Regions from separate parts of the Mus musculus genome. Here regions 1, 3 and 4 are each linked to region 2. A link is a contact called in public Hi-C and promoter capture Hi-C data. All regions are on one chromosome and are shown on one strand. The core of a region is the stretch at or near the end of the contact, and the rest is flanking DNA. Distances in the headings are between cores, read along the strand shown.

Region 1 (4,330 bases), core at 473-2,972, 350 kb after region 2:
CTACATTTGAGCCAGCTTTGCTACTTTAGCTCGCCAGAAATGCTGTCTTTTTCCTGGGTCATCTGTAGAAAGGCAGAGAGTGGAGTCAATAATTGTAACTTTCACTGGGAAGAGTATTTCAGGGGTTGGCCTTCAGGCAGGGTGGGCTGATTTAGGGGGAATGAGGTAGAGCAGAGGTCCCCCCCTCCCTCAGTGTGTCCTCCCCAGGTGAGAGTAACAGTGGACAGGAAGTAGCATTGTTCATCACTGGTGTGTGGCAGGGGTGGAGACACCACCCTGAGAGCCCAGCCAGAGAGTTCAAGGAAGGCGTCTCAGGCCAGAAGAACTGTGGACATTTCTTTTCTTTTTCTCTTTCTGTTTATTTTTTCTTTTTCTTTTCCTTGTTTCTTTCTTTTTCTTTCTTTCTTTTTTTTCTTTTTTTCTTTTTCTTTCTTTTTTTTTTTTTTTTTTTACTTTTTGTTTGATGGTTTTGTTTCTGTGTCCTCGTTTTGAAGCAGGGTTTCTCATTGTAACAGCCCTGGCTGTCCAGGAATTGCATTGTATACCAAACCTTTGTTGTGCCAGCGAACACAGGAGCCAAGCTGAGGCAACTCACAGCAGGGTCTTTATTCTGTTTGAGCTAGCTCGCCCCCCCACCCCCACCCCAAGGTCACGCAAGACAGTTTTGGTGGTGGGGAAGCCTGAAACGTCTATTAGGGCAAGGCAAGCATCTAATTGGAGAGCTACCGTGGCCTTTAACATAATTGGCTGGTGCTGTGAGTCATATCATAAACTTAACTTGTGGGGTCGGGCATGGTGGCGCATGTCTTTAATCCCAGCACTTGGGAGGCAGAGGCAGGTGAATTTCTGAGTTCAAGGCCAGCCTGGTCTACAGAGTGAGTTCCAGGACAGCCAGGGCTACAGAGAGAAACCTTGTCTCCAAAACACCAAAAAACCAAAACCAAAAAAAAAACCAAACCAAAAAAACCCTTAACTTTTGCTCCCCTCTGCATTGGTGGTCTTTAGGCAAGGTGTGGGCTTGTGACCTGGGGTGCAGGTCTGTTGGGGGAATAACCTGGAGACACTGGTCTTGTTGAGGGTATAGCCTGGAAACGCTGGTTTTGTTGGGGATTAGCCTAGAGACTAGAGCTAGGCTAATTTTTTTGTTGTTGTTGTGGAGTAGCAACTTGTTCAAATTTAGGTCAGGTTCTCTAAATGAAGTCTGAACTTGAGAGATTTGGCATCTCACCTTGAACTCACAGAGATCTGCTTGTATCTGTGCCCCCTGCCCCTTCCCCGTGCCTCCCCTCCCCCGTGCTGGAATTAAAGGCCAGCAAACTACGAGCATTTTCTAATTGGCTCATAGTTTTAGGGTACGGAGTTGGACGAGCCCAGGTGTTACCTAAAAACATGTGAGGGAGGAGGGGAGGAAGGGGAGGAGAAGAGAGGGGAGGAGGAGGGGAGGAGGAGGAGGAGGAGGAGGAGGAGGAGGGGAGGAGGAGGAGGAGGAGGAGGAGGAGGAGAAGAAGGAGAGAAAATTAATTAATTAAAAAAAAATTAAAGACTCCATTCACTGCCACCACTGCCTTTGGCCTGCACTTTTCTGGCCCGGGTCCTCACCACCCCCACCAGTGACAGCTCATTTGTCCCTCCTCAGCTGCTTTAAGCCCTTCCTTCAACCATGCCACCCTCAGGGGAATGGAAACTACACAGCTGCTCTGCCCCGCTCTGCCCTGCTCTGCCCTGCCCAGGAAGGCACCGGAAACGCCCTGTGCTGCAAGGGTTCCTCCAGGAAGCAACTGTGTCCTAGAAGTTGCTGGGCGGGCCGAGTGGCAGCCTCACCCTGGCTGGACCCACGCCCCGTTCTTCTACTTTACATCATGGTCCGTGGTTTAAGAGTCCTTTCTCAGGCATCTTCCATCTGTTTCTTCATTCTTCGCTCGCTCTAGCCATAAGCATCTCCGAAACCCTGCTTTCTCTGTACTGACCGTAGGCTGGACCCCACCGGTATCGGTTATCAGCTACCTCCCTGGTTTGCAAACTCCATTAGAGGGAGGTGGTAGGCTACCTTTCCTGGCCTGCAGGGTTCCCAGACACAGTAGGGAGGGTCTGAACACTCAGAGGTGCCCACCCACGTCCAACCCCAGCACGCAGGGCTCTGAAGCAGATGCTCCACCTGGCTCTCCTCCCTCACATGTTTTTAGGTCACACCCAGGATCATCCCTATTCTTTACCCCAAAAGTGCTGCTTGGAGAGAGCTGCCCTTAGTTCTCTTGGCTGGAGAACTATGTACTTCCTTGTACTTCTTTATTCTTTGGACTCTCTGCCGGGCTCTCAGGGTGTTGTGGTGGCTCCGCCCCTGCCATGCACCAGCCATGACAGATGTTACATCCTCTCAATTGACATGCTCACCTGGGGCGCATGCATGGGGGCGTGGCGGAGAGCTCCACCCTAAGTCCATTCCACAGATCAGCTGAGCAGAGCCGGCCTGAAGGCCAGCCCTTGAAATACCCTTCATGGTGAAAGCGCTAAGCTGTTTTACGATTATTAACTCCAGTCCTTGCCTTCTGCAGATGGCTCAAGTGAAACGCCAGCTTTTTTGGTGAGCTAGAGAAGCAAGATGATCATCTGTCAGAGGGCAACTTGGGGGAGTTCTCTTCTATCAAGAGTGTCCTGGGGATTGAACTCAGTTCATCCATCATTCTTCATGTACCCGTTTTCTAAGCCAGTTTCTCAGCCACTTGATTAGAATCTTTCAAAAAAAAATTGTATGGATATTTTGTCCAAATGTATTTTCCGTGCATCATGTTTACGCAATTGCCTGTAGAGACCAGAAGAGGATATTAAGTCCCAGATGTCCAGTGGAACTGGGATCACAGATGTTTGTGGGCTGTTGCGTTGTGGTGCTTGGAACTGAACCTGGGTCTTCTGCAAGAGCAGCAAGCATTCTTAACTACTGAGCCATCTTGTCAGCCTAAAACTTTGTTTTTGTTTTTTTGTTTTTGTTTTTAATCACACCTTTAGGGGTTGGGAATGTAACTCAGTTGGTAGTAGAGTGGGTGAAGTGCATGAAGCTCTCTCTCTGGGTTTGATCCCTAGTGATATGTAAGCCAGGCTTGGTGGTACATCACTGCAGTCCTGGCACTTGAGATGTGGAGGTATGATCAGTTCGAGATTATCCTAATCCATAGGAAGCTTGAGGCTAGCTTGCGCTAGGGATACTCTCATAATAAATAGATAAATAAATAAAGTCACATAGGAGAACCATACACAACTCTTAAGTATCTGGGTCACTCAGCTTTTTGTTTCTATGGAAACCTCCCTGGGACAAAGCAGGAGTGGTTTATTTTGTCTCATAGTTTCAAAGGGTCAGTCCATCGTTGGCCAAAAGCTCTGGGGTTTTTAGCTTGAGCACACAATGCAATTTAATTGGGTATCTCTGCCTGTGGGTTCCCCACCCACCTGCCCAGAGGGGGCTCCAGCTATTTCTGCCTAGGCTTACATTGTTTCTTTCTTCCTCCGTGTGCCTTATGCTGATTTGTGAGTCTCAGGCATGGATTGACTTGCTGCCGGCTCCGTTTTGGGCCCTTTCTCAGGCACAATTCGTCTCTCCAGACACTGTTGCTATCATCTGTATGTGATTTCTCTCTTTGACCTTGTGGGTTTGTGCCTGCTATTCCCAAAACCACTTTGTAAGGGTTTATAAAGGAAGTAGTAGAGACACGTGTCTGTGTTTGATCTCCACTGTATAAGGGATCCCTCTTTTGACCAGCTGTAAAGAATCGTTTAGCCAAGAAGACTTGAGATGAGATCTTTATAGAATTCAGCGAAACCTGAGGTTAAGATCCAGCTGTTAAATTATAACAGATATTGGGGATGTAGAAATTTAGAGGTCTTGCAGAGTGTTCCCTGAAGGCAGAGGTATATGCACATGAGATATGTTTCCAAACTTGCTTTGACCATATTTATTTTCTTTCTATGAAAGGTGTGCATCATAAAACATTCTAGTAGGGGATAGAAGACTTCCTCTCCTGCAGTTCTATCATCATGGCCTTTTGTTGCATGTTCATAGGAAGTCAGAGGTGGTGGATTTTCATGCTTGTACCTTCATTCTCTTCTAGGACACGGGGGTTGGGAAATCCAGCATTGTGTGTCGTTTTGTCCAGGATCACTTTGACCACAACATCAGCCCCACTATTGGGTAAGTACAGCATTTTTCTTTTTTTGATATCCCTTCTTCTTAAGGCAAAGATGTCCAACCCCACCAATGAGAACTGATCCTAACTCCAGAAATTTAGGGCTACTCTTCTTGTGATTTTCGTTTCTTGCCAACCTTCTCTTGAAGGACAAG
Region 2 (3,931 bases), core at 276-2,775:
TCAGATTGCTTCAGGATTTATCAAAGTCAGTGACCCTACAGGGACCTCATTATAGAGGTAGGCACTCAGGAGGCAGAGGCAGGTGATCTCTTGAGAGTTTGAAGTCAGCCGGTTCTATGTATGGAAGTCCACACCAGACAGAACTAATTAATGAGACTGTCTTTTTTTTTTTTTAAGCTAGATTTGATTTATATTATGTGGATTAGTGTTTTGCCTGTGCTCGTGGTGTGCACCAAATCCAGAAGAGAGCAGTGGACACCCAGGAACTGAAGTTACATAAGGTTTTGAGTGGTCTTGTGGGTGTTGGGAACAACTGAATCTAGGTCTTCAAACAGTGCTTTTAACCCCAGAGCCATCTCTCCAGCTCTGCCTATATAAAAAGACTAACTGGTTGTGAGTGCTTATGATTTAGGGTCTAAGGTAGGTCTTTAAAGTTAAGTTTTCACCAGAAATATAGCTCTCACTATACACCACTGTTGGGTACTTGGTTGGCATGAGCAAGGGCAGAGCTTCAGTCCCCAGTTCACACATACACAGATTTCTCTAGAAGACTGTTCATACTGAAAGTTTTTTATAGCTGAGAACAATGGAAGACAATCTATCCTGATTTTTTTTTTTAATGAAGGTTTATGTCCCTGTCAAGCCCAAAACTCACATCAGAATTTACAGCTTATTATTGATAGGACTGTCTTAAAATCATTAAGATACTAACGGATACTGAAGGAGGCCACAGTTAACGAAGAGGGAGAAGATGGTTTCCTGTGGAGTATGTAACTTCTTAGGGTGGTTAAAGCACAACGGTTGCAGGCTAACCGCTGTAGATTAAAGTATTCAGAAGGAAGTCTGAGGACAAGCTGCTGCGATGGTAAAATTTCCTCACACGCCCTATGAGACTTAGTACCACAGGAACAAATTTGGTGAAATTTCTGCTCAGAAAGGTCACAGGATCGCATGGCTAGAACTGAGCTTACCGATGCGTTCTTTGCAAGCAGTGCTTAGAGCCGTGCTTTGGGAACAGAGTGCGTCTGGCTGGGACATCCCTCGGCCCGCGCCGCACGAAGCGGCTCAGTCACGCAACCCGGACCTGCCCCACAGTGCTGCGGTGCCCTCCCGCCCGCACGACCACCGCTAACAAAACCCTCCCGGTTTCCGGCTGGTTTTGCCGTCCCAACTCAAACCCTGCAAAAATATGTGCGTTTCCTCCGCCGGGCGCCAGCACCCATGCCGCCTTTTGCACATCTCCGGTGGTGGTGACTGCGCGTGAGGAGCTCCCCGGCCGACGGCTCGAGGGCTGCTCCGACTCCCACGCGGCTCCAGGACTTCCGGCCCCCTCCACCCGCTCCGCTTCGCTCCCCAAGAACGCCACCCGCCGCCGCGCGCTCCGCTCCTCCGGGGAGCCCAGGGACGGGCGCGTCGGGGGCGGGGCACGGCGGTCACGCCGCCCGTCCCGTGCCTGCAGGAGTCACGTGTCCGCCCGGGTCACGTGCTCGCGCCGCAGCCAATCGCGGAGAACGCTGTCCAGGAGCAAGGAGGCTGTGGTGAGAGACCGACCAAGACCGGAGATGTTTTTAAGCCTGGCCCCGGCGGCATCAGGGGCTGTTGCAGCGGCGACGGAGACACCGGCAGCGGCGGCCACCCGGAGGTCCTCGTTCAGGGGGTGAACCCTTCTGCGCCCGCTGAGCCTCGGGTCTGTGCGGGCCAGGGGGGCGTGGCGACCAGAGGGGAGGAAGGAGGGCGCGGTTTCGAGTCTGTCCCGGGTACCAGGGAGGAGACCCTCAGCCCGGTGCCCCGTCTCCTCCCCGGAGCCAGGTAGGGGGGTTGCGCCTCTGCCAGCCGCGCCCAGCCGTGTGCTACGCGCCACTCGGCCCAGCCCAGCCCGCGGCGCGGCCGGCCGGACCGTGACAGGCCGTTGGTGGCCGCCCCGCCCGGCATCCTGACGGGTCGCGGCGCAGGTGGGGCCGCCGCTGGGCGACGCTCGGGCGGCGGCTAGCGCGAGCGCCTTGGCCGCCGCTTACCGGAACATGGCGCGGCCGGGAGGGCGCCGCCAGCGCACCGGGACGGACGGCATCGCGGGGGCGCGCCGTGCCGCCGCGCGCTCCCGGTGCCAGCGGCGCTGCGTGCGCGGTTGTCGGAGACTCGGTGCGGGCCGGGGCGTAGGAGGCGCGATGGTCCCGGGAGAGGTGCGTGAAAGCGAAAGAGCTGCGGCTCGCCGGAGCCAGTTCTGTCCTAAATGCCAGTGCGACCTGCCCTTGCCGCGTTGAGCGATCAGGTCTAGTTTGTGCCAGTTCCGATTGGAATGATGTTCAGAGACCCTTAGAGCGTATTGGAATCTTAGATCTGGTTTTTGGAGAGTAAGATGGAGATGACGCATCCTTCAGGATCCACGGCGTTGAATAAAAACGCTGTACAAAGAGGTCACCGAAGCCCAGCTGACAGCTGTTTTAATAATTACAGCGAGAATAGTTGAGGATGGAAATGAACAGTATTGCACTAGTTGAGTACGTCGGAAACATTTGAAGCAGTGTGGTTGTAGGGACTGTAATTTCCGCTGGACACCCCTTGAACTGGGGCGAAGTATGTTGCAAATCCGGCGATCAGTGACGCTCAGGGATTATCGTTAATTCTGTGGTTGAGACGAACCTGCATTCTCAGCCATGTGTTTCTTCTTATTTTAAAATGGCCTGAGTCAATTATAAAGAAAGATGAACTATCCCAGTAAGTCATCTGTTCATTAAAAACATATGCCCAAGTAGGCCTTTAAAAATCTTGCTTACTGATCTTTTTTTCATTTTCTTAAAGCGTTACACAAAGGCTTTCCTGGAGATTAACTCAGAACTGCCAAAATGTGCTCTCTTGATGCCAAATGGTTTAAAAGCAAAAATTAGAATCACCAATGTGACAATGAAGACATTGTTGTAGTTCCCTTTAAAACGTTTCAGTTTGACATTTAATATTTTAATATATTTTGTTTACATGGTGAATGTGGAGGGCAGATGACAACTTCCTAGGAGTTGGGGTTCTCACCTTTCCCTGTGTGGGCTCCAGGCAGGCTCTTAGGCTTGGTGGTTCGAACCTTTATGCGCTGAGCCATCTTGACCTCCTTCAGTTAACCTCCTGAGAGCGCTTTCATTTGGATTAAAAGCAAAAAACGTATAAAAGTATGTAATGCTTCTCCCTGGGTTTATAGATGCAGAGAGAAAGGCTTTATTTACTACTTAAGAATCTGTTATAGTCGATAGAAGTACTAATCGAATTTCTAACACTCTCCAAGACAGCTTGGCCCAGGACAAACCTAGTTGTTCAACGTATGTGTTCTGTTTTAGAGACTGGCAAAGTTCTCTGGAAATGAAACCAGGGGTTTAAGTGTATTTGTGGAAGGAATATTAGAATTGAAAGTTGGAAGCTGTTCTCAATTTGTTACAGTTTGTGTGTTTTACAATTGTTAACATCATCTATGGACTAAGGGCCTCTGAGACAGTTGGTGATGTCTGGGTGTGCACCCTATGAAGTGAATTGGAAGAAGAGTTAACAGAGCAACACTGAAAGAACTCGGGTGCTGAAGATGTTCTGCAGTTTCGGTATTGGCTCTTTAATATCCAGGAAAAAAAAAAACAAAACACTGGTTGGACTTTATCTGGTGACAGTGGAATATGTGGGAAAGAAGCTGCTTTTTATCCAGATTACAGAGTTGTGGAAGTGTAACTTGGAAGGGAAACCCTGAATTTCATCCCCGCCATTGCATGAACCAGGCTTGTTGTTGTTTTATGTTATTATGACAAGCCACTGAATTACATCCCCAGCCCCCAAACCCCCATTTTAAAGGCTTTAAAAAAATACATAATTTATTTTTTATTCTGTGTTCCTTGGTGTCTTGCCTGCACATATGCCTGTGTGAGGGTTTCAGAAGCCCTGAAACTGCAATTACAGACAG
Region 3 (4,104 bases), core at 1,275-3,774, 370 kb after region 2:
CCCCACAGCTTCGGCTCACTACATATCTTGATATGCCCTAAAAAACAAACAAACAAACAAACAAACAAAAAAAAACCCAAAACCCAAAAACCAAAACAAAACAAAAAAAAACCCAAAAAACCAGGCAGTAAAAAGTAGAGAAATGGCGGGAGAGGTGACGCCCAGCTATAGTCCAAGTGCTCAGGAGACTGATGCAGGATTGCCACAAGTTAGAGTCTAGCCTGGGCTACATAGTGTGAGACCTTGTCTCAGTAAACTGAACAAGGAAGTGAAGGGGAGCTGGAACGGGGAGGGAGGAAAGGCAGGAAGTGAAGGTTGGATGAATATGGCCATGTTATGAGGACCGGCTAAAGGAAAGCAGCAAGGGCTTGCAGCTGGAAGAACTGCAGTAAGAGGCGTGGGGAACGAAGCAGCCCCCTGCCGAGGTGGCCTCTTTGGCTCAGCTCCAGTCCTGCAGGACGCTTAGGAGTATTTACCACCGTCTTTGAAGAGCTCTCTCTACCTGGTCTCTCCAAGGTGACCTGAACTACAGAGCACAACAGCAAGCCCTGAGCAGTCGTCCTGTTTGGGCCTGATCTGGCCTGCTGTGCTTGACTCTTGTCGGAACCAAGGCTACTGCAAGGTCAGAACAGTGTTGTCTTGGCGCTGTTAGCCTTGAAGATGGATGTGGTGTCCCGGTCAGGTCATCAAGACTATCTAGTCCTTAGTGATGAGGATGCCTGATGTCTCCTGTGAACAAATCCTCCTGAAAAGATGCTGTGTCTGCCGAGACTGATGGCCTGATGAGGGTTCCAGCTGTTCTATGGGGAGGTTGGAATGTAGCAAGTCCAGACACTGCTTGCCTTATTTTCGACTAGTTCAAACCTCAGAATAGCTATTCCCTGACCAACTCTGTGTCAGAGCAAACACCCTGTGACTAATAACCTCTTGGAACCTAGCCACTTAACAGACAACTAGCTTCTGCCAGCCCCAAAGCTCATATAATGTCTTGGGTCTATAGATAGAAGCTTCTCTTATCTCTTGCCTGACTCTCTGATGTACCCGCCAACATATTTTAAACTTGTCTTGATTTATGACTTTGTTCTGTAAAATTATTAAAAAAAAAAAAAAAACTAAACAAAACTGCTTCCAAATTGCAAGTGGGATTTGGAGTGATCGAAATCTGTGGTCCTCAGCCTGTGGTCACTCAACCTGGCTGCAGAAGAAACTCTCATTCCCTTTAAGATGAGAGCCCTGGTTTTTGTTTTGCTTCAACACTACCGAGTCAAGTGTGAGTTTGACCCAAAGTAAAGGAGGCAGATACAAAACAAAGGCAGAGTGTCAGGCCTTTCACCCAGTCCTTGTGGGCTCAAGTGTGGAATCAGCCTTTTTAGCAAAAACGGGTTTGAGGCAACTATTATCACGAGGTATCATTTTGGACTTTTAGGAAATTCCTAGGCTAAATTGAGGCTCATGACCTTACGAAGCATGCACCCCTTCAACAGAACACATGTTTATCCGTGTATGATATCCCAGCTCATGGAAGATTCTAGTTCTTTGTACCTTCTTCTCCTTCTCCTCCTCCTTCTCTTCTTCATCTTCCTTCTCCTTCTCTTCTTCCTCCTCGTTATTTATTATGATTATCATCATCATCATTATTATTATATCTGAGAACTGAACCTGGGGCCCCCTGAGGCTGCTAAGAACAAGCACTCTACCACTGAGCGATACCACCTACACTGTCTTATAAAAACACTCGTCTTGGCACTATAGACGGCTCAGCAGATTAGAGCACTGGCTGCTCTTCCAGAGGATCTGGGTTTGGCTCCCAGCACCTCTTTGGCAGCTCACCATTGTTTATAACTCCAGTTCCAGGGAATCGACACCGTCTTCCGAGGTCTTTGGTGCACTCTTTGGTACAGGTAGACATGCTATCCTGCAACCCACTATGTAGACAAGGCTAGCCTCACACTCTCAGAGATCTGCCTGCCTCTGCCTCCTGAATGCTAGGATTAGAGCCCCCACATCTGAAGAAGCACTTTTGGATTTAATGACATATTTATTAAAAAGGAAACTATTAAGAAAGACGTTTCTTGTTATTGCATAGGTTATGTATCATTTAAAAAAAAAACCAGTTTCTATTAACTCAGAAATATTAAAACCACCAGTCCTTGGGATGACGGTGCCCTTCTTTGGTGCTAACCATTGTGAACAGTTCCCTCCATTGTCTCCAGGCACTCTCTCTGTTCCCCCTCCATTCTGTCAGGTGTCAGGATGTTGGGGCAGGCATATTAACTAGGCTCTCTTTTCAGGGAAGAGAGAAGGTCTGTGTGAAACTGGGACAGAGCGATCCTTCATTACTGTTTTTCCATTCAGCTTCTGCCAGCTGAGCACGCTGGGAATGGCAAGAATTTTCTTCCATCACTCGCCTTTGTTACAGTTCTCCGGGGCTTTGGGGCCTTTTGGCTTCTGCCCTTGACTCTCCCTGGCCTTGACTGTGGCTGCTCTGCATTCCTGGGCAGGGCTGGAGCTTCTAATTGGGAGCTGGCACCTGAGGCCTATCTGCAAACTGGCCACAGACTAGCTTTGTCCCCGGCTGCCTCTGACTCTCCAGGGATAGATCATTCTCTGAAAACTCACTCTGCAGGATCCGTCTTCCAAGATCCGTCTCCAAGATCCGGAACCTGAAGCCAGAATGTCTGGCAGGGCTAACTCTTCATCTGGGGAGCAGAGCCCAGCTGGAGACATATTTGTTTGGAAACTTCATGTCTTTTCCTCTACGGCTCATTCCTGACCTGCAGTTTTGCTACTGTGAAATTTATGAAGTCATCGCATGTGATTAAAGAAGCTTGTTTGGAGAATTTCCTGGCATAATACTTTCACTGTATTCGAGAAAGGGGGAAAGAGGGAGGGAGGAAGGAAGCAGGGGGATGGAAAAGAGGGAGGATGAAGGGAGGAGAGAGAGGGGTGTGTGTGTGCGTGTATGCGTGTGTGTGTGTGTGTGTGTGAGAAAGAGAGAGAGAGAGAGAGAGAGAGAGAGAGAACAGTCAATAGGCACTCAAAAATGCCCATATGGAATGTGGAATCCTGGCAACTTCTTTCTCTTGTTCTGTGACCTTAACTACACGCTAAATCTGAGCAATTGATCCTAGGCTAGAACCCCTAACTCTCAGATAAAATAGCTCCTTTCTCTCAGTTTATTACCTCAGATACTTTGTTAGCGTGACAAGAAGCTGACCGCTGCAACATTCACCCGCCAAAGCTGAGTAGCCCAGCATGCTGAAGGGCATTCCTTTCTTACGATGTAGACAACCTTAAAACGCCAAGTAGTTAAGGCTGGGGAGACAGCTGGGAAGTTGTTAAAAGTGGACGTTGCTCTTCCAGAGGACCGGAATTTGGTTCCCAGCACCCATGTTGGGCAGCTCACCACCACCTCTGTAGGTCCAGATCCAAGGGGATTTGGACATAGACACACACACACACATACACACACACACTAAAAATAAAAATGAAATCTTAAAAAACAAAACAAAACTAGGGGCTGGAGAGATGGTTCAGTTAAGAGCACCTACTGTTCTTCCAAAGGTCCCCACTTTAATTCCCAGCACCCACATGGTGGCTCACAACTATCCGTAATGCCCTCTTCTGACGTGTCTGAAGACAGCTACAGTGTACTCATATAAATAAAATAAAGAACACAAACAAACAAACAAAAAAACCCAAAACTAGTCACATGTCCAAAGAACATAGATAACCATCTCTTTGAAGATTGGCTTTCCAGAATTTTCTGTGCTGCTCTTAAATGGTACCTGGGCACTATCTCAATACTGAAATTTAAAGTATATATATTTTTGAGTAGTCTGTGAAGGATTGGAATTGGTATCTGAAGTGTTGATTTCTAAATAGCCTTTCAAAGGAGGTTTTAATAAGAAAGCTTTTACAGCCGGGCGGTGGAGGTGCACGCCTTTATGGCGGATTTCTGAGTTAGAGGCCAGCCTGGTCTACAAAGTGAGTTCCAGGACAGCCAGGGCTATGCAGAGAAACCCTGAAAAACCAAAAAGAAAGAGAGAGAGAGAGAGAGAGAGAGAGAGAGAGAGAGAGAGAGAAAGCTTTTACTAACGACCT
Region 4 (4,004 bases), core at 1,411-3,910, 400 kb before region 2:
GATGTACATAAAATAAATAAATCTTTAAGCCGGGCATGGTGGCGCATGCCTTTAATCCCAGCACTCGGGAGGCAGAGGCAGGCGGATTTCTGAGTTCGAGGCCAGCCTGGTCTACAAAGTGAGTTCCAGGACAGCCAGGGCTACACAGAGAAACCCTGTCTCAAAAAACCAAAAAAAAAAAAAAAAAAAAAAAAAAAATCTTTAAAGAAAAGAAAAGAACAACAGTAAACTTCTGTATTTTATAATGTGTGTTGTGATTGACTTGAGCCAATCTCAGAGACATAGCCATATTCATATCAAGGCTCGACAGGACCATATTTATACGTCCATTCATCTGTTTACTTATTTCTTTGGTTTGGTGTTTCAAGACGTGGCTTCTCTGGGTAGACCTGGGTGTCCTAGAACTCATTTTGTAGCCGGGCGGTGGTGGCGCACGCCTTTAATCCCAGCACTTGGGAGGCAGAGGCAGGCAGATTTCTGAGTTCGAGGCCAGCCTGGTCTACAAAGTGAGTTCCAGGACAGCCAGGGCTATACAGAGAAACCCTGTCTCGAAAACAAACAAACAAACAAAAAACAGAAGTGTAGACTGTTAGCATTCAGTCTAAGCTCCGCCCCACAGTTACCTAGCAATCGCTAAGTATGCCTGACTCACTATAAAAGGGGCCACTTGGCCCCTCCTCACTCTGTTGCTTTCTTGCCTTCTTTCTCCCCATTCCCTGCCCCCCCTCCATCCCCATGTCTCCATGTACTCATTGCTTATGGCCGGCCTCTACTTCTCCCCCCACCTTTCCCTCTCCTCTCCTCTTCCTTTTGCTGCCTCTACTACCCTCTTAACTCCCTTCCCCATGTCCTTAATAAACTCTATTCTATACTATCCCGTCATGTGCTGGTCCCTCAGGGGGAAGGGATGCCTCAGCATGGGCCGCCAAGGCACCTCCTTTCCCCATACCTGACTACACCTCCATAAAACATACTGCCCCCCCCCCCTTTATCTTTTTATAAACACATTCTGTTCACATTCATGAGATTCCCCTGCCTCTCAGCCTGGCGGTTGGTGTGTGATGTAATTACTCCTAAGACACTTGGGGATGGGCCTGATGGCAGGTGTGTCCTGAAGGTGTAAATGAGTGTCTGAATGGATGGTGACTGGTGATCAATTGTGTCTGCCAAGGAGGGAAGCAAGCAAGAAAGGAAATTCCGTGTGCAGTAATGTGACTTTGTGGGTACAAGGATCAATTTAAATCGGCAGTGTACGCTTACTGTTTGGGAAATCTGCCTTGGCGTACTTCAATAACAATTCACACAGACAAGCGTCACTACCGTACTGTAGTGAGCATTTAGCGTTAATTGCCTTACAGAAGCATGTTGCTCCCATACAAAATGACAAATGTCACAGCTACGCTTTAACCTATTAGTATAAATTAAATCATAAACAGCGACAGTCGCGGGTGGATCAGTGGCACTGAGCAATCTATGAGGGAACGGGAGGCTGGGGGCTGGTCACACTGGCTGCAGGCCATCTGCGCTGATGAGGGGAGGTCAGCCTGTACCAGTGCACAGGGTCGCCTCAATGCTAAGGACTCGATAAAAATTCTCTCCTCCTCCAGTCCTCCTGAATTTTACCAAGGAAAGCAGCCCTGCTGATGTGGGGGAGACTAGCAGAGACTGGAAGCCACACCCTTTCCCAAGACCAATTTGCACTTGCAGCTGGGCTCCTGACCTCCGGAGACTGCCAGCTAATCGGATCACGTTGAACCAGGGCGGGGAGGCCCTGGGACCCATCAGATAGGCAATACTGGGCTCTCCAAGCCACAGTAACTTCTGCCCAGGAGGAGCCTGTTTAAGCCGAGAAGAACCCGCCCAGACACACACACAACCCCCTCCCAAAAAAGAGGCTAACTTTGTTTTGAAAGTCATCCTAAAATGCCCTCCTTAGGATTATGACTTTGCGTAGGCCCTTTTGGTTTGTGACTGACAACCTCCGATTTGACCACTTTATTTTTATCGCCGTACCACAGATTCTTCAGGTTAGCGTTGAATTTGAGTTAGGCTACGACGAAAACAAAGAGTTGGCCTCCCAGTTCAGCTTTGCTAATTGAAATGTGAAAACAAGAGTAAGAAGGCAGGACAATAGGGGTCCGGGCTAAACCTTTATTCTACAGCTCCCGCAACAGCCGCGCCTTTCTTTGTCCCTCTAGACACCCGTAGGCTCAGTGACTTCAGAGGGAAGGCTCCAGCTGTATGCAAAGCGCAGGGTCGGAGGTGGAGGCTGTGGCAAAGGGTGCTGTGTGCCGTACTGGATTTCCATATCAATAGCTGCCTATTCTGTCTTCCTTTCTGTTTCTTCCCCCACTTCTTGGTTAAGGATGACCTTGAACGGCCTATCTTCCCCCACCCTCCTAACCCCCCACCCCCGCTTCCAAGTGCTGAATTTACAGGCTTCTGTCACAACTCCCCGTTTTGGATGAATTTATTCTCAAAGGAGCTTGCGAAACAAGCGGATTTTGGTCACCTGATGTCTGAACCAGGGACTCCAAGATAGAGGGAAAGTGACTTATCTAGGATCCATGGCTTCTAACCAGCAGAATGGAAACTCCCTTCAGAGACTCTCATACAGTCTTGGCCCACAACCTACATGCAGCCTGGTGGGTTCGTACAGCTCCTCGGAGCATGCGTGCGCTGAGGCTGCCTAAGCGGGCGAGCACAGCTCCTCGGAGCATGCGTGGGCTGAGGCACGCTAGTCTTGCTTTCCTCCTTTCTCCACTGTCTGTCATGCTCTCCCTCTGTCACCTGTCCTCTAGGAGTGTGGTTTGGAGAGCTGATCCACGCTTCCCTGCCCTCTTGTCTTTGTGAGGGAAGGAGGTCGGTGGTACCAGGAGCGCTGAGGCCTGAGGTCTCTATACACTGTTTTAGAGGGGACAGGGGGGTACAAGCGATACGGAGGAGGAGAGAATGAGTCCAGAGGACAGCTTGGAACAGAGCCGGCTGGGCGTCAGTTCCGCCAAGCCTCAGAAAGGAGACGAATGCAATGGTTTTCCTTTTTTGATGGTCCAATATTGAGGCAGGTTAAGGGATATCAGGGAAAGCTTTTTCCAGAGCCTGCTGGTCTCCAAAGGGCTTTCATTGATAATCACTAGAGGCTGGAAAGGGCACGGCGGTTAAGGGAAGCGATTGCCCTACAGAGAGCCTGACTCAGTCCCCAGCACCCATGTCAGGCAGCTCACAACCACCGATATAACTCCATCTCCAAAGGATCTGACCCTTCTGGCCTCTGATTGGCACCTGTACTCACATACACAGACATACTCAAACAGACAGGCATACACGCATACCACCATACCCGTCTCTTCTTTTAATTGACAAACAATAATTGTGCATGGGCATGTATGTATCACACGATTTTTTTTTTTAAACACAGTCATGTTTTAAAAGATTTATGTATTTTTACTAACGTGTATGTGCATGCATCTGTGTGAATTTTATGTGTACCATTTCATGAAGGTGCCTGTGCAGACCGGAGGGTGGCAGATGTCCTGACACTGGAGTCATAAGTGATTGGGAGTCACCTCATGTGATGGGCTAGGGTCCTCCCTTAGGTCTTCTGCAAGAGCTAGACTCACTCTTAGCTACTTTGAGGGCCTGCCAGCGACACCCGCTCTCTGGGTAGAATGCAATGAAACAGTCTATTTCTAGTCTGCAGATAGATGATGACATGTGGCCTCTGTAATCCACCGTAGGAAAAAGATTACCGTGCACACACTGGTTCTGTGTGAGCCAAAGTATCCTGCTCTAAGTTTTCATCAGCTAAATTGATCTTCATCTTTGGGTGGTTTACGTTTGTAAATGTGGCAAGTGCTAGTAGTGATAGACTTCTCAGCTTGAATAATGTGGAGAAAAGAGTGAGGTTTTTGCACTTATAAATGAGAAATGGGAGTGGTACAAGTCTCTCAAGCAACGTAAGATAAGATGTGAAACATTCAAGTTGGTAGTTGACCCCATTTTAT

What was found. Promoter capture Hi-C pulls out the DNA fragments that hold promoters and counts their contacts. Hi-C and Micro-C count contacts between places; a contact is called where the count stands out from the background.
Region 1: a Hi-C map of hematopoietic stem and progenitor cells shows a contact between it and region 2, with 2.1 times the contacts expected there. The contact joins the enhancer-like site here to the promoter of Ankrd12 in region 2. A contact is called at or near these places in 8 of 39 promoter capture datasets (the C10 cell line, the HPC-7 cell line, cranial neural crest and 4 more) and 3 of 484 Hi-C or Micro-C datasets (the N1E-115 cell line, double positive thymocytes and hematopoietic stem and progenitor cells).
Region 3: a contact with region 2 is called in a promoter capture Hi-C map of pre-B cells. The contact joins the enhancer-like site here to the promoter of Ankrd12 in region 2. A contact is called at or near these places in 6 of 39 promoter capture datasets (the C10 cell line, the HPC-7 cell line, cranial neural crest and 2 more), 1 of 484 Hi-C or Micro-C datasets (hematopoietic stem and progenitor cells) and 1 of 115 datasets of contacts at active chromatin or transcription factors (bone marrow-derived macrophages).
Region 4: a promoter capture Hi-C map of neural stem cells shows a contact between it and region 2. The contact joins the enhancer-like site here to the promoter of Ankrd12 in region 2. A contact is called at or near these places in 4 of 39 promoter capture datasets (the C10 cell line, embryonic stem cells and neural stem cells), 2 of 484 Hi-C or Micro-C datasets (both in embryonic stem cells), 3 of 115 datasets of contacts at active chromatin or transcription factors (all in embryonic stem cells) and 2 of 9 other capture datasets (embryonic stem cells and embryonic tail).

The regions. Positions count from the first base shown.
Region 1 is chr17:65,721,858-65,726,187 of GRCm38.p6, reverse strand. It overlaps Rab31 (RAB31, member RAS oncogene family), which reads left to right. Exons shown (of 7, transcript NM_133685.2): 2 at 4,101-4,180. Among named protein-coding and RNA genes, the nearest start is that of Rab31, 49 kb to the left of the region's middle. Within about 2 kb of position 1,722, at least 152 of the 459 cell types and tissues checked have an H3K27ac peak or open chromatin away from gene starts, as enhancers often do. A contact at or near this core is called in the HPC-7 cell line, the N1E-115 cell line, double positive thymocytes and 4 more, where this site is marked.
Region 2 is chr17:66,074,640-66,078,570 of GRCm38.p6, reverse strand. Ankrd12 (ankyrin repeat domain 12) reads left to right here and starts at 1,525. Exons shown (of 13, transcript NM_001025572.1): 1 at 1,525-1,687.
Region 3 is chr17:65,700,666-65,704,769 of GRCm38.p6, reverse strand. All of the region lies in intron 3 of Rab31 (RAB31, member RAS oncogene family), which reads left to right. Among named protein-coding and RNA genes, the nearest start is that of Gm35477, 60 kb to the right of the region's middle. Within about 2 kb of position 2,524, at least 155 of the 459 cell types and tissues checked have an H3K27ac peak or open chromatin away from gene starts, as enhancers often do.
Region 4 is chr17:66,478,162-66,482,165 of GRCm38.p6, reverse strand. No RefSeq gene overlaps it. Among named protein-coding and RNA genes, the nearest start is that of Gm41608, 26 kb to the left of the region's middle. RefSeq lists an enhancer at 21-3,770. Within about 2 kb of position 2,660, at least 124 of the 459 cell types and tissues checked have an H3K27ac peak or open chromatin away from gene starts, as enhancers often do. A contact at or near this core is called in embryonic stem cells, embryonic tail and neural stem cells, where this site is marked.